Regions from separate parts of the Triticum aestivum genome. Here regions 2 and 3 are each linked to region 1. A link is a contact called in public Hi-C data. All regions are on one chromosome and are shown on one strand. Each heading gives the region's core, a stretch centred on a gene start, on an enhancer-like site or on the middle of the called end of the contact. The rest is flanking DNA. Distances are from core to core; before and after follow the strand shown. Region 1 holds the start of LOC123184313. Region 2 holds the start of LOC123184312. Region 3 holds the start of LOC123187020.

What was found. Hi-C and Micro-C count contacts between places; a contact is called where the count stands out from the background.
Region 2: a Hi-C map of leaf shows a contact between it and region 1, with 4 times the contacts expected there. The contact joins the promoter of LOC123184312 here to the promoter of LOC123184313 in region 1. A contact is called at or near these places in 2 of 5 Hi-C or Micro-C datasets (both in leaf) and 1 of 1 datasets of contacts at active chromatin or transcription factors (leaf).
Region 3: a Hi-C map of leaf shows a contact between it and region 1, with 5 times the contacts expected there. The contact joins the promoter of LOC123187020 here to the promoter of LOC123184313 in region 1. A contact is called at or near these places in 3 of 5 Hi-C or Micro-C datasets (all in leaf).

The regions. Positions count from the first base shown.
Region 1 is chr2A:17,146,029-17,148,908 of IWGSC CS RefSeq v2.1, reverse strand. LOC123184313 reads right to left here and starts at 1,604. Exons shown (of 2, transcript XM_044596460.1): 1 at 1,179-1,604; 2 at 1-70. The coding sequence starts at 1,540.
Region 2 is chr2A:16,994,296-16,997,348 of IWGSC CS RefSeq v2.1, reverse strand. It overlaps LOC123184312, which reads left to right and starts at 1,334. Exons shown (of 2, transcript XM_044596459.1): 1 at 1,334-2,041. The coding sequence starts at 1,515.
Region 3 is chr2A:17,360,721-17,363,710 of IWGSC CS RefSeq v2.1, reverse strand. LOC123187020 reads right to left here and starts at 1,570. Exons shown (of 2, transcript XM_044598767.1): 1 at 922-1,570. The coding sequence starts at 1,448.

The DNA.
Region 1 (2,880 bases), core at 355-2,854:
ATGGATGTCCAGAAGTATTCCACCCAAAGCATTCAACATATTGTTAAGAATTCCAGCAACCTCACCAGATCTGTTCAAAGGATCTTGTTACAAACTATTTAAAATAATTTGAATCACATAATTTAGGGTTCAATCTAGGAAAAAAATGTACTACATTATTTTGCATAGAGAGCTAGAGATAAGTAAATAGTTAGCAGACTGCAAACAGTTATGCTGATGAGTATTTCTCATATTTTAGGTGTATTTCATCATTTTTCTCTTTTCTCACTGCAATAAGTCATATGCCCTATATTTAGTGTGCCAATTGATTATATGCATCAAGTCTAACAAGAAAAGAAGAACCTGCTCTAGTTTCATTTCTCCTCCCAACTGTAATTGTCAATTCTTCATCCACATGGCTCATGTCATGTGCCCCTCTTGGAACCACTACCCTTATATAATAAAGCTCTGGAATTTTCTCTCTCTTTGCGGCGAGGAAAAAGGTCCAGTTCATCCTCTACAGTTTAGAGTCTAGTTTCGATTTGTCAATCGACTTAAAATGAATTCACCTTTATTCTTAATTTTCAGCCGATCGGTAACAAATAAATAACAATTACACAGGACTACCAACCAAAAATACAAGTAATGAATACTACATGACTAACAACAGTAGTACTAGAATAGTAAACCCATGTGATCTCGGAAAAAGAAAAAAAAAATAGTAAACCCACATGAATAAAACAGTACACCCAAAACAGTGTGGAATGCTTACGAGGAGAATGTTAATACCAAACATACATTAGAAAATAAATACACTATGGATATTGTAGGCTTGGAGGGAATGATATTATTCTACACAGGAAAACAAATTGGGAATTCAATCATAGCACTTGATCGGACGGATAAAAAATTCGATCGAAACTGAATTAATAGTCAGTTGACTGAAAATTAGCAAATTCTGGGAAACAAAATTAAGCGTCCAGCGCACTTAATTTAAGGTTGATATAAGTTGTCGGCCCTCGCATACTTAAATTGATCAATGAAATCTCTCCCCTCGTCCTCCCCCCACCTCTCAATCCTTTGTTCCGTCTCCGTTCCACCACCCCTTGTTGGTAGGCACGGAAGTAACATACAGTAGTACTCCTACTGAATAGCAGAGAATCAGAGTAAGTAGAAAAGATTGGGGGACTAGTACGTACCTGTCGATGGCAGCATTGATGAAGACCACTGTCCGTTGAAGCACCCGGCTTGCTTTGTCTTGGTCGTCGCTGCTGCCGCCGTCCGACAGGTAGGCCTCGGCTTGGGACGGCGCCAGAGCCTCTGGGATGGAGGCGGCGATCTCGTCGACCTCCTCTGCAATCACCGGGTTCTGATCGGCACCCCCATCTGGCAACTGCTCGAAAAGGGGCCGACGGGACCAGAGGGTGAGTAGGATGGCCACGGACGCAGCGACGAGGCCTATGCAAATCGGCGGAGAGACACATGAACAGGAAGGAGGACGCGGCGCATGATTGGGGCTGCAAGTCAAGTCGAGGTACTGCTTGCAGCGAGCATCTGGCATGGTTCGCCGTGGTCGCCCGTCGGCGTGGGCTTCTTTGGAGGGAGGGGCAGCGGGATATGTTTGTGTTGGAGGTGGCGCCGTCGCGGTGGGTTTTATAGCCGTCCGTCTTGGCATTTTCCTTCCGTCGCTGCTCAGCTGCTGTCGACGTCGACGAAAGGGAAAGGCGTAGCGATTATTCGCCGGTGCGTGCGCCGTCCGGTGCCAGGGGGATACTTCCTGGTAGTTTCCTCCATTCTCCTTCCGGCCGGCGTCCAGGACTTAATTTTTTCTTTTCTCCATGGAAGAGATGTGGCGCACGCATCAGCCATATACTAGTCCGTACTGACGTACACCGGTCCATCCCTTTCATATCGCAGGGTCAGATTGGTAGGACGCCGGCGCCTGATGACAGTAATGTATGTGTTCCTGCGTACCTCAGCTGGCTGTCTTTTTCTTTCTTTTCTTCATTTGCGGGAACACTAACGGGCTATTCTTGCTCTACCGGATCACGATGACAATAATTTTAGCCAGATCCAAACTACTAACGTGCTAAAAGCCTAAAATATGCCCACCACTAATTAAATCACACAGGGCCCAGTAATGTGCTACTTCCCCCGCAATTTTTATTTAGTAATAATGTGCTACTTGGCGCTCGGCTCAACTACGAGAAAGTAACTGCAGGTGCCCCCGTGCCGTGGAAATGTGGCGAGCCATGGCGAAACATTGAAGCTTACCGGGCATCAGTTCTGTTAGGCCGACGGGCATCGAGTGGCTGTTCGACGTGCTGTATCCCCTGCAGGTTGATGACCGCATGAGGGTCCTTATGGTGCTGTGGCGCGCATGGCATGTTCGGAATGAGATCGTCCATGAGAAGAGGCCACCCCCAGTGGAGGCTTCATGCCGGTTCCTGCTCAGCTATGAAGCATCTTTGGCTGCTATCCAGCGAGACCCGGACGGTGATCACATGAAGGGCAAGATGGTGCTTGTGCCCGCGGCGAGGGGGGCGCCGGCAAGGCACCAGGAGAACGCACCAGCGCCGGATAGCATGTGGCAGGCCCCAGCCCCTGGGCGTGTTAAACTGAACGTCGACGGTTCGTACTGCCCCGCCTCTGGTGCTGCGGGTGCAGGCATGATCTTGAGGGACAGTAGTGGAGCAATTATTTTCTCGGCGTGCAGAAACCTTCTCTTCTGTGCAGATCCTTTGCAAGCGGAGCTGGCGGCCTGTCTCGAAGGCCTAAATTTTGCCATGCAACGGTCTCCTTTGCCTGTGGACGTGGAGATGGACAGCCCGATTGCTGTGCAGGCTATCCGATCAATGAAGGAAGATAAATCGCAACGCGCGATGATGATTTCTGAAGCTA
Region 2 (3,053 bases), core at 85-2,584, 150 kb after region 1:
TAGTGCCGCACCGTTGGATTTGTATTTTAATCCAGCGATCCGGGTGAAAGCAATCAAAATTTTAAACAAGCCCGATCTACAAGTGATCGCATTTTCTTTCGAGATACGTAATCTGTAAAGGAGGTGATGCAAATAAACAACCCAAGTCCAAAACATCCCATAAAACTGGGAATTCATTCAAGATGAACTTGGATGGATCCAAGTCATAGCAAAGGAGGAGGGCGTGTTGTTGCTACGGGCAACAATTACCGACGATGCCTTCAGTCAAAACCCCCAGCAAACTGTCGGTTTGTACTCTGACAGCCCGCTCCGACGTACAAATTACTGTTTCTGTCTAATTCATCAACAAGATTATAATGCAAACTAACCAATCAGGCGCATATTCAAAGTTCATACCTCTCTTGCAGCTTGGATTGCTATTTATTCAAGGATCCATGGGTGAAGAGCATTGCTACACGGACGACAGTTCCGGCCGAAACCCGGACGACACGCTATATCCAACCATCCGTGGGCAAGTCTACACCGTAGCATACGGTTTGATTAGCCGTCGGGCGAGTGTCGTCCAGCCGAACATCGTCTGTGAAGTACTTCCGATGGGTGAATGCAAACTATCCGCGCTATGATTTGCCGTTTACTACTTTTGAACCCTCTCTGCTTTCTAGTAAGTCATCTCTCTCTCTCTCTCTCTCTCTCTCTCTCTCTCTCTCCAAACATAAGCCACATGCATAATAGCCAATCATCATTCTCTCTGTCTCTCAACATCAGTCGAGTAGTGAAAAATCAGCAAAATCAACGCGTTCTTTCTCTTAGTCTCTTTCACACACAGAGCAGACGCTGCCACGCCACTTTAACCGCCAAAGATAAGATTCCTCCTGGGAGACCTGTTCTACTTAATTTTACTATTCTTTCTGTTTCGCGGGGACCCATTTAATACCTATTCGAATAATGTTGTACTAATAAAAAAGGTGCCCTCTCTGCAGTACCACTAGTGTATCTACTCCAAGCAAAAAGGAGTATATGATATTGGAGTAGTACTACAAGCAAAAATCTTGCGATAAGGTAAAAAATATATCTGTAGTACTGTAAACAAATGTAGGACGTTTTTGCTGTAATGCCCCACATTTGATTACAAAGGCAGTACGTAATTCACTACGAATACTACTACTGAGAATTTGAAGTAGGTGATTGAAATGACCGGTGCAAACATTCCATAGTATTGAGAATTTGCCGAGGAGGCGTCTGCATACCAATCAAACCTTTTTTAAACCTCGCTTTTAGAGGAGAAGATTTTCTTTTTCATTTGGCGAGCAGCTAGAAAGAAGATAGGGTCACATCGCATCGGCTGTCGCTCTCATCATCGCTACCGTCGTCAAATTTGAGCCAAAAGTAAGCCCCACCAACACCTTTGCAAAACGGCCAAAGCTTCTCCGTCCGTCCCCGCGTTCGCCTGCAGTGGCCATTCGCCCCTTTCCCCGGAACTTCTCCGAGCCCAAGCAGCGCCGGCGGCGGCGGCCATGCCTGAATTTGTGTACGCCAACCTGTCTTGCATTCCGAATCTCGATAGCGCCTCGGCCCCGCCGCCGCGCCCTTTGTGCGCCTCCGCGGCGGCCTACCTTGCCCTCCACCTCGCCGCGCCTGTGGCCGTCGTTGTCGTCTGGTGGCTCTGGAGGAACCTCCTGCTTCTGCTTCTGCCTCTGCCTCTGGAGGGGTTCGTGGGCGCTGCAGACGGCCGCCGCCTCCCGGAGGACCAGCCGCCCCGCACCCGCACCGTGGTGGACGCGGACCGCGTGGCTGTCGCCGCCGCCACCGCCCGCGGCTTCTTCGAAGAGGAAGAGACCACCCGTCCAATCCTCCTCCGTCGCAGGGCGCCCCACGCCGGCGCCGACGGGTACTTCCGGTATCCACAAATCCAATACCTCGAAGCAGTTCCTCAAGTCCGCCTCATCGACGCCGAATTCGTGGAGGAGATGACGCGGGGGGCGCGTCACGCCGTCGGCATGCTCAGGCAAGCCGCGATCCACTACCACGACCCCATCCGCAGGTGTTGCACTCTACCAATTTCTCACCCATCTCGTTCTTTCCTTCTAGTATCTTGTTTGTACGATTTTTTTTACCGGAAATTTCATTGTGTACGACGTCTCTCAGTCAGATGACACTGTCTGTCCCTGTTGCTCTGTCAAGTTCAGTTAGGAGCCCCGCAAAAAAAAAAAAGTTCAGTTAGGAAACCTGGCTTTACTGTTACTGATGCGTTGCTGTCTTCATCCACTACTCTCTGAAACATTCAGCATATTAATTTTCTCAATGGGATTGAACCAACTCTGGGTTTCCATTTTAAGGTAGTAGTGTACAGGTATTTCTCCCCGCTAAAGATGCAGACAGCCAGTGGTTTAGCACAGATTTATAGCCACAAGTTGTTCCCAAGGTTCAGTTAACCGCTGGAATATACAAGTTCAATAAGCCATGCGAAGTTTGAAACACAAAGCTCAAGCTGCACTTCTCCTTTGCACCACTGGGTTTCTGCTCTTCATTTTCTACACACACACGCACTGTATGCTTGGCTGTGAACTGTTGTTCCATCGACGAAATGGCAAACGGGTTGCCTGATTCGAGTTTTTTTACTTGATTAACGTTACATCGTTGAATGGATCCAATGGCTAATGTTGTAGTCTGTAGTCCAAAATGTTGCATTCAGATGTTATCTGGGTTTCATGCTGCATGCTTTGTTAGTCGATATCATGCCATGTAATGGTCAATGTTGCAGTAAATCTGAGTACTAGCAAATGTTGATAAAAAAAAAGCACTCGAAACCCCATCTAGGCACTCCTTATTTCGTACCAGCAAACCTCTGTTTCTACCAGCAACCCCTCTGTTTCTATGTTGGCATAGCTCCCCGGAGCACTCTTTAATTTTAAACTCCAGAGAGGATGTACGCATGACCTGTTTATTATCGGATACTTTTCTTTAAAGACTATTTTCTCTGAAATGGGCAACATTTTCTCACTGCCTGGCATGGCTCTAGTAGGAGCAGTTTGTTATTTTTCTTTCCTAGAATA
Region 3 (2,990 bases), core at 321-2,820, 210 kb before region 1:
GCTCCGGTGATTCCCTTGGGGGCAAGAACTGTTGCACATTTAAAAAATATCCCGATGAAAACACCATATTCACATAATACATTCTAGTAAAATCTACTGCCTACACAGAAAATACCAAACTGTATTTTAGAAAAGAAAATACCAAACTGCTCCTACTAGAGCCGTGCCAGGCAGTGAGAAAATGTTGCCCATCGCAGAGAAAATAGTCTTTAAAGAAAAGTATCCGATAATAAACAGGTCATGCGTACATCCTCTCTGGAGTTTAAAATTAAAGAGTGCTCCGGGGAGCTATGCCAACATAGAAACAGAGGGGTTGCTGGTAGAAACAGAGGTTTGCTGGTACGAAATAAGGAGTGCCTAGATGGGGTTACAACATAGAAAATGAAGAGCAGAAACCCAGTGGTGCAAAGGATAAGTGCAGCTTGAGCTTTGTGTTTCAAACTTCGCATGGCTTATTGAACTTGTATATTCCAGCGGTTAACTGAACCTTGGGAACAACTTGTGGCTATAAATCTGTGCTAAACCACTGGCTGTCTGCATCTTTAGCCGGGAGAAATACTCCCTCCGTCCGAAAAAGTTTGTCCCAAGCTTGTCCCTCAAATGGATGTATCTAGCACCAAGTTTTTTCGGACGGAGGGAGTACCTGTATACTACTACCTTAAAATGGAAACCCACTGTTTGTTGAATCCCATTGGAAAAATTAATATGCTGAACGTTTCAGAGAGCAGTGAATGAAGACAGCAACGCATCAGCAACAGTATAGCTAACCCTCGCAATGAAAATTTGAAGAGAATCGAAAATGTTTCCTAACCTGACAGAGGACAGACAGTGTGTTCTGACATAGACATCGTACAGAATGAAATTTCCGTGGAAAAAAATCGTACATAACGAGATGGGTGAGAAATTGGTAGAGTGCAACACCTGTGGATGGGGTCGTGGTAGTGGATCGCGGCTTGCCTGAGCATGCCGACGGCGTGACGCCGCCCTCGCGTCATCTCCTCCATGGATTCGGGGTCCATGAGGCGGATTTGAGGAAGTGCTTCAAGGTAGTGGATTTGCGGGTACCGGAAGTACCCGTCGGCGCCGGCGTGGGGCGCCCTGCGACGGAGGAGGATTGGACGGGTGGTCTCTTCCTCTTCGAAGAAGCCGCGGGCGGTGGCGGCGGCGACAGCCACGCGGTCCGCGTCCACCACCGTGTGGGTGCGGGGCGGCTGCTGCTCCGGGAGGCGGCGGCCGTCTGCAGCGCCCGCGAACCCCTCCAGAGGCAGAGGCAGAAGCAGAAGCAGGAGGTTCCTCCAGAGCCACCAGACGACAACGACGGCCACAGGCCCGGCGAGGTGGAGGGCAAGGTAGGCCGCCGCGGAGGCGCACAAAGGGCGCGGCGGCGGGGCCGAGGCGCTATCGAGATTCGGAATGCAAGACAGGTTGGCGTACACAAATTCAGGCATGGCCGCCGGCGGCGACGCTGCTGGGGCTAGGAGAAGTTCCGGGGAAAGGGGCGAATTGCCACTGTGAATGAACGCGGGGACGGACGGAGAAGCCTTTGGCCGTTTTTGCAAAGGTGTTGGTTGGGCTTACTTTTGGCTGAAATTTGAGGACGGTAGCGATGAGAGCAACAACTGATGTGAGCCTATCTTCTTTCTAGCTGCTCGCCGAATTAAAATCTCCTCCGAGGTTTAAAAACGTTTTTATTTTTGTAAAACAGGTTTGATTTGTATACAAATGCCTCCTTGGCAAATTCTCAATAGGTTTGATTTAGTATAACTTTTTGAATAGTTTGATTTTTGATTGGAGTACTAAAACTAGTTGTACTGGCAGCGAGGAAGAGGGTATATGAGCAAGGAGCATTTGATTAGGTATTAAATACTCCCTTCGTCTCATAATATAAAAGAACGTAGTATAGTAGAACAGAGACTAGGAGAGAGAATGCGTCGATTTTCCTGATTTTTTCACTACTCGATCGACTACTCGTACGACGGATAGCGATTGTCACTGGTTGGTTTTAATCTGTTATCCATGTTATTACTGGCGGTGGTGGCTTTCTGTAGGCATATCTATCTTTTCTTTTTTTCTATATATCTTTCCTACTGCTACGTTGAACCGATCAAAATTTCGTTTGATTTCGCTGTTCCGGTTGATGCCGAAGCCTGGTCGCCGGAGTATCGTGGCCTCTCGCGCCTCAGCAAAAGGACAGAATATGGCTCCATAAACTAGGTGACGTGAGATTGCAGCAGGGCTCGTCGCCGTATCCTCTGATGACATGAACTAATAGGCAAATTAAGCTTCCGAACCCAACTCATGGAGACACAAAGATTGCATGTCTGTTCTATGTGCCGCCGGGTGCGAGTGTGTCTGAGAGCATCTGAGTTGTCCTATTCGGAATCTAGTGCAGATAAGTTTGCATTCACCCATGGATCCTTGAATAAATAGCAAGCCAAGCTGCAAGAGAGGTATGAACTTTGAATATGCGCCTGATCTTCCCAGAACAGAAGAGTGTCATGCATCCCTTTTAATCTTGTCGATGAATTAGAAAAAAAGAAACAGTAATTCGTACTGTACGCCGGAGCGGGCTGTCAGAGTAGAAAGCGACGACTGAAGGCATCGTCGGTAATTGTTGCCCGTAGCAACAACACGCCCTCCTCCTTTGCTATGATTTGGATCCATCCAAGTTCATCTTGATTGAACTCCCAGTTTTACGGGATGTTTCGGACTTGAGTTGTTTATTTGCATCACCTCCTTCAGGAATTACGTATCTCGATCACCTGTAGATCGATCGGGCTTGTTTAAAATTTCTGCTGCTTTCACCCGGACCGCTGGATTAAAATACAAATCCAACGATGCGGCACCACGTTCTTTTTTACCTCGAGTTTTTATGAGAGAGTGAGAACAACAAGTCTACGTACTAGTCTAGCTGGATGAAAGAAAGCGAACAAGGGAAAGAGAAGAGCACATGAGGCCGCCACCACCAACGACCAGGCAGCAAGATTTTT